2 separate regions of the Callithrix jacchus genome follow, and region 1 is linked to region 2. Evidence: chromatin contacts called from public Hi-C data. All regions are on one chromosome and are shown on one strand. The core of a region is the stretch at or near the end of the contact, and the rest is flanking DNA. Distances in the headings are between cores, read along the strand shown.

Region 1 (3,301 bases), core at 658-3,157, 630 kb before region 2:
GTTCTCTTTCTTGAGGCGCCGGCGCGCGTTGGCGAACCAGGTGGACACCTGGGTGAGGGTCATCTTGGTGATGATGGCCAGCATGATCTTCTCGCCCTTGGTAGGGTAGGGGTTCTTGCGGTGCTCATTGAGCCAGGCCTTGAGGGTAGCGGTGGCGTCCCTAGTGGCATTCTTCCGGTACGCTGGGTCCCCATAAGGGTACGAACCCAGGGGCGCCGCGTAGGGGTGGTACCCCAAGGAACCCGCCATGCCGGGTGTGTGGTCGTAGGGAGAGCCCTGCAGTAGAGACGCAGAGAGGTGAGTGTGGGCCATGGTCTCCGCTCCCACTGGAACGACAGACGCACCCTTTTCCCTGCGCTCCCCGGGGTCTGTGGGCGGACGAGGCCCGCACTCCAGCTTTCTCTGGGGCAAGGCTGTCGGAGTTCAGACCCAGGAGCAACTCCTCCCCCTCCTCAGAAGGGAGAGGGGCCTCAATTCCTGAGTCAGGTCCTTCGGAGGCTCCTGAAGCTGTCCCGGCCTCAGTGCCACCCCGTAGGCCCCCATCTACCAGGGCACGTCCTTAACCCGGTGAGCAGATCTGACCACAGTGGCCGGGCCCTCCATCCAGATAGAGGCCTGGGCAACTGAGCCGACTCCGCGATCCGCGCGGGAGCGGCCGCACGTTGGACGCAAGGGGTAAAACAACGGAAGTCAAGGCTCTTTTCTTTTTCCAACCAGCAAAGAAACGCAGAAGAAAACCTGAGCCATGCCCGGGCACTCCCACCCTTCAAAAATGCTACCCCCAGACCGAAGTTACCACCCGGTCGAAAAATCCCGGATGCACCGCAGCTCGACCGACTTTTCAGAAATTTAATACCCCCAAATCGGATTGCGAAGATAGGATTACGGATTTGCAACATTTTGGAGGACTAATTAAAGGCTAGGCCAAACACATTTACATAGACTTAGCATGCTCCTGCTCAAATTCCGGGTCTATTTCTTTTGATCTACTTTTCCAAAATAACAAAACCAAAAATATAACATTTGCAGGGCAGCCCGGAGGTTACGTTTACACCAAATGCTGCTCTTTAATTGCAGCTACCTTTCCCCCAAAACCCCTTCCCGCCAGCTCAGCGATCCGAGCAAGACGCGGGTCTCAGTCCGAGCAACTCCTGAGTCCAAGGCCTGGGAGAAGCCGGGGGAGACAATCGCCCAAGTTTGCAGGGGCAGCGAAGCTTGGCGGGAGAGGTCGGTGTTGGCGCCTAGGCCTGTGTCCCCCTCCGCTCCCTCCCTCCCGCCGGGCCCCGGCTGCCCTCGCTCCTCGCCCGCAGCGGATCCCGCTCACGTACCACATACGACGAGAAGGCGGCGGCGGCTGCGGCCGCGGGGTCGGCGCCGTACTGGAGGTGAGAGTTGTATCCCGGCGAGGGCGCGGTGAAGGCAGTCGAGCCAGCGTAGGGCGAGAACGCGGAGCCCGAAGACGACCGGCCGAGCTCATCCGTGCGGGGCCCTGAAATGACGCTGGTGCTGTACGCCGGGCACGAGTAGAGCGCCAGCGAGGCGGACGGCTGGTACAAGTAGCCCTGCGGGTAGGACATGGCCACACACGGGCATGGGGCGCGCCGCGCCGCTGCCGCCAACGAGCCGGGCGGCGCCCTGCGAGGGCAAGCCGGCGGGCACCTGGCCTCTGGCTAGCCTGGGCCGCCGCTCCTCCGGCCCCGGCTCCGGGGCTCCGGCCCGCGGCGCCTCCTCGCTGGCTTCCCGCGCGCCTCTGGCTGCGACCGCGGCGCCCGCTCCTCTGCGCGCCTCCCTCGCCCCAGCTGGGCTTTTTTCCCCCTCCCCTCCCCTTGCTGCTTTCTCTTTTTTCCCCTCGCTCTTTGCACCGGGGGGCTCTGCTTTTGGCTTCGCAAAGGTCCTGCCAAGATGCTAAGTTGGAAATTGAGGATTCTGACGCCTTGTGCGCGCCCGAAGCTCCTCCTTCCCGGGGTGTAGTCGGTGGGAGGACTGGCAGGAGCCTCTGGGCGGCCGCAGCCAACCCCGCCGCCAGGCGCGCCTCGCCCTCTCCCTCTTCCTCCCCGGCTCCCTCTCCCGCTCGCTGGCGCTCCTCTCGCCCCTCCCTAGCGCCCGCCTCCCCTCCGCGGCCCCCCTCTTCCCCCTCCTCTTTGCCTCCCCTTTTCCCCTCCCCGGTCTCTCCCTCTCTCTCGCTTTCTCTCAGACTCTCGAGCGCCGGCCCCAGGATGACAACCACATCCTAGGCGCGTCGATCTCTTCCAACTTTCCTCTCCTGGTAACTCGGGGAGGAGCGGCAGTCCCGAAGCACGGCTGGCCCTGTAGCGGGTCTGGCCACCCCGAAGCACAAAGAGGACGAGGCAGCGGACTGTGCGCTAGCGAACGCTCTGCGCTCTCCTGGCCGCAGTAGATCTCGGAGTTAGCGGATTTCTTGTTCTCCCGCAGGCTGGGCTCCGAGGCCGTTCGTTGCCCACCCGCCTCTGGCTCCTTCCCCAAGCCAGGGGGTTCGAGAGCCAGCTGGAGATCCGGAATGAAGGTCTCTGGGAGAGCCGGTGGATGGCCCGCGCCCAGGGCGCAGGAAGTCCGGGAAGACTGCCACTCCGCGCCGGCAGCAGCAGGTGGGCGAGAGGCAGGCCTCAGACGACTGCAAGTCTCCGGTTCACCTTCCTTCCATCAAACCCCCTTCCGCCCCCCCGCCCCGCCAGTCAAACGAAAGACTGGGTGCCTGGGACTACGGGGGTAGCCTTTTTCTAGAGAAAAAGTGGTGGGCAAGAACTGCCAGACAGAAAATTAGCGACACCCGAGGAGGTCTCGGGACCTTCCCTAGCTCCACTTCCACGCCTCGCAGCCTCTTTCTCTCGGCTTTCCATCCGCTCGCAGCTCGCATCGCCTAGTCCGTTGTGGTCGAGGGTGCGGGTCCCCTTCCCTTTTGTTCAACTAAGTCGCGTTCCCTTCGCACGCACTCTCGCACCCGCCCACGCTCCACTGCAAACACTGGGCAGAGCAGTGCCCAACCCAACCACTGTTTGTTCAGGCGCTGGCGAGGCAGCAAACACACAAAACTGAGTCAGAGGTAGGGCCCTTGCCCACGAAGGCCACACAGAATACAAAACAGACCCTCTCCCCTTCTCTCCACCTCCCGCCGCCACAAGCCACGGACGCATGCGAACTCTGGGACAGACAGGGGCGCTGGTGAACCAGGACAGAGGCTGGCACAGGTTTGGGCACGCCGCGAAAGCTCGGGATATAGGGGACTTCGCATAATGGGGCCACACGCAAGCCGAAGCATAACTATATACAAAGTTTCTCTCAT
Region 2 (3,626 bases), core at 459-2,958:
ACGAAATCAGGCATCGAGGAGATATTTCAAAGCCAAGGCGGCTCCTGATGACGCCTCCTAGGGTGGGGCTCCTGAGAAGGCACCAGGCTCCCCTGCACCAGGCAGAGGCCGAGGGAAGGTAACAGCGAAGCTGCTCAGATGCAGTGTGAGACTACCCCACTTTCCCTCACTGCCCCCCAAACCTGGTCTTCCCCAAACTTTCCCTTGTTTCCTCCCCGCTCTCCGTCCCCCGCCACCATAAGGTTTTTTGGCATTCGCTCCTACTGGAGCCGCAGATCGTTGCCAAAACCCAAGGAGAGGTGGGAGGTGGGAAGTGGGATCAAAACTGTGTGCCTGCAGTGGAGGTGGAAGCATCTCTCCCCATTTGGGAAATTGGGTGTCTGCAGTGGAGGTGGAAGCATCTTTAATTCCAGAGCTGGGTTCCCCAGAGCTGTGATCAGAGACATCCGGGGCCAAGACCCCCTGATCGCCTCTGATCCCGGCACTCTGGTGGAATTCGAATTCGATTCCTGTATCCATCCATCCAAGGTAGACGGTTTCCGCCTCCGAACTGGGCCTGTCCACTCCACGGCAGAGTCGCCACCCCTGTTTTGTCCCCGGGGCGTGCCCACTGTAGGGTTGGCCGGCCTGTGGGTCGTCGCCGCGGCCTAAAGCTCTGAGCCCCCAGCCGCAGCAATGCTCGGAATTTCATGCCTCTGTCGGCTGCACGCCCTAATCCAGAAAGGTGGGCGCCAGATCCTAGGATTTCAAGTTTGATTTCGGAAGTTTCCCATCATCAAACCAAAACTCTGCCTCCCTTCCCCACCGGAGGCGGTGGGAGGATCCTTGCAGAGAGAAAAAGGGTTGGTGCGGGAGCAGGGCTAGGAGTCTTGCAAGTAAGGATCTCTACAGACGAAAATGCCAATATAGAAACTTCTCGAAGAGCTCTCCAAAAGTTCCTAGGCCTCCATCGCCCGGCGCCCTGCTCCTCCCCCAATCCCCGCCGCCTGGGGCGCTGGCCTGCAACGCCGATTTGTGGCCGCTCCTTATACTTCCAGCCACCCCCCACCCCCCCGCCCCCGGCTGCCACCCTTCAGCTCCCGGACCCAGCCCGCCATTTTTAGTAAGGGATTCGCACACGGACCCGAGGGCAGCGTTAAGCGGCTAATCTCAGGGTTTGGTCCTCCAGGATGGGGGCTGCCTCGCCCCCGCAGGGCAACGAGGTGGCCTCCAAGACGCGATTAGGACGCACTCCCTCGCTCCCCACCCCCACGCCGGCTGCTAGCTCCCTCCCTACGCAGCTGAAAGTGGCTGGGAGTCCAGAGGTGTGAGCTGCACAAGGGGTCCGGGCACCGTGGAGCCCCCGGAGCCAGCCTCCGCCCAGGCAGGTCCCGCGCCTAGGCGTGGGGAGAGGCTCGGAAGGGTGGGAGGCGGGAGGGGCGAGCTGACCCTACACTCACCCGGTCCCCAAGCCTCACGCTCCACCACCCCGCGCGGGCAGGAGGGGTCGGGCAGGGACTAGCGGCGCCCGGGCTCCCGCCCCTGCCCCGCCCCGCCCTGCGCGCAGGATCCGAGGGGGTGGGCCGCCTCGCCTGTAAGGCGCCCAGGCGATTGGCGACTCTGGGAAGAGACGCGGGGAAAAGTCGAATAAGAGGGCGCGACGTCAGACCCGAGATTTGGGGAAGGGCGAGGGAGGGGGTGGAAGGGCGGGGACGGACACACAGACACGGACACACACCCCCCGCGCGGCAGCCTAAGTGTCCACAACTTTCGGCTGCCTCACTTAGCTCGGGGTGCACAGACTGGAAAGGACGGGGGGAGTATTGTGTGAGTAAAGAGAGATATTTAAAGGACTGAAGTAGTGAGAGAGAAAAAAGTGAAGGGAACGGACCGGAGAGCAAAAGCCACCGTGAGAAAGGGAAAGAGAAGGGGAGAGGAGAAAGGAGAGTTTCCTAGCGTCCAGGGCAGTGCGGGAGCCCGAAGGAGCGGAAGCGATCCTGGGGGGAAGAGAAGTGCAGAGAGGGGAGGGGAGAGGAAGGGCGAGGAGGGGGAGTGAAAACTAGAGGAGGGCGAAGGAAGCGAGGCGCGACACTGCTGGGGAGAGGAGGGCAGTGAGGAGCGAGGCCGGGCAGAGGCAGCTCCCGCGGCCGAGAGGAGGGAGCGCGGCGCAGAGAGGAGGGGCTTGCGCCCCGTAGAAATGTCAATCAGAGCCCGGAGCCCCGGGAATCTCCGCCAATCTGTTCCGACCTGACCTGGCTCCTCGCCGCCGCCGCCGCCGCCGCCGCCGCCGCGGAGCAGATCAGTAGGCGAACGCGGAGCACAGCGCAGCGCGGGAGGCAGCGCGGCCCCAGCCCGGCCCAGCCCCCGATGCGCGCCGGAGCCCGCCGGCGGCGCTGAGCTGGGCGGCCCGGGGGCCGGGCCCCCTCTCCGTCCGTGCCCCGCGGGCCACCATGTCCTTCCCCCAGCTCGGATACCAGTACATTCGCCCGCTCTACCCGTCCGAGCGCCCGGGGACCGCTGGCGGCAGCGGAGGCAGCGCGGGGGCCCGGGGCGGTCCGGGTGCCGGAGCCTCGGAGCTGGCCGCCTCGGGGTCCCTGTCCAACGTGCTCTCATCCGTGTACGGGGCACCCTACGCCGCGGCCGCTGCGGCCGCCGCCGCCCAAGGCTACGGCGCCTTCCTGCCCTACGCCGCGGAGCTGCCCATCTTCCCGCAGCTGGTAAGAGCCCGCGGAGCTGGGGAAGTAGGGGTTGGCAATGGGGCGCAGGGCGAGCTGAGCGCGCGGGAGTCGAACTAGCGGGGTGCAGGTTAGGAGAGGGAGGCAGCGACAGCTGGGTCTCACCCGCGCTCCCTCCGCGCGTGTCCCTTCCTTCTCCATGTGCGTACAGGGCGCGCAGTATGAGCTAAAGGACAGCCCCGGGGTGCAGCATCCGGCCGCGGCCGCCGCGTTTCCGCACCCGCACCCCGCCTTCTACCCGTATGGCCAGTACCAGTTCGGGGACCCGTCCCGTCCTAAGAACGCCACCAGGGAGAGCACCAGCACGCTCAAGGCCTGGCTCAACGAGCACCGTAAGAACCCCTACCCCACCAAGGGCGAGAAGATCATGCTGGCCATCATCACCAAGATGACCCTCACCCAGGTGTCCACCTGGTTCGCCAACGCGCGCCGGCGCCTCAAGAAGGAGAATAAGATGACTTGGGCGCCTCGCAGCCGCACAGACGAGGAGGGAAACGCTTACGGGAGCGAGCGCGAGGAGGAAGACGAAGAAGAGGACGAAGAGGACGGCAAACGCGAGCTAGAGCTGGAGGAGGAGGAGCTCGGGGGGGAGGAGGAGGACACGGGGGGCGAGGGCCTGGCGGACGACGACGAGGACGAGGAGATCGATTTGGAGAACTTAGACGGCGCGGCCACGGGGCCTGAGCTGTCCCTGGCTGGGGCGGCGCGCAGGGATGGCGACCTCGGCCTGGGACCCATTTCGGACTCCAAAAATAGCGACTCGGAAGACAGCTCTGAGGGCTTGGAGGACCGGCCACTGCCGATCCTGAGTCTGGCTTCAGCGCCACCACCAGTGGCCGTGGCCTCGCCGTCTCCTCCCTCGCCCCCCGTGGGCCTGGACCCCTGCGGTCCCGCACCAGCGCCTGCCTCCGC

What was found. Hi-C and Micro-C count contacts between places; a contact is called where the count stands out from the background.
Region 1: a Hi-C map of skeletal muscle shows a contact between it and region 2, with 10 times the contacts expected there. The contact joins the promoter of IRX5 here to the promoter of IRX3 in region 2. A contact is called at or near these places in 3 of 3 Hi-C or Micro-C datasets (induced pluripotent stem cells and skeletal muscle).

Annotation. Positions count from the first base shown.
Region 1 is chr20:12,851,718-12,855,018 of calJac240_pri, reverse strand. It overlaps IRX5 (iroquois homeobox 5), which reads right to left and starts at 1,907. Exons shown (of 3, transcript XM_002807740.7): 1 at 1,329-1,907; 2 at 1-276. The coding sequence starts at 1,577.
Region 2 is chr20:12,222,125-12,225,750 of calJac240_pri, reverse strand. It overlaps IRX3 (iroquois homeobox 3), which reads left to right and starts at 1,708. Exons shown (of 4, transcript XM_002760951.6): 1 at 1,708-2,696; 2 at 2,866-3,626. The coding sequence starts at 2,430. LOC118149693 (a long non-coding RNA gene) reads right to left here and starts at 1,488. Exons shown (of 2, transcript XR_004737297.3): 1 at 1,440-1,488.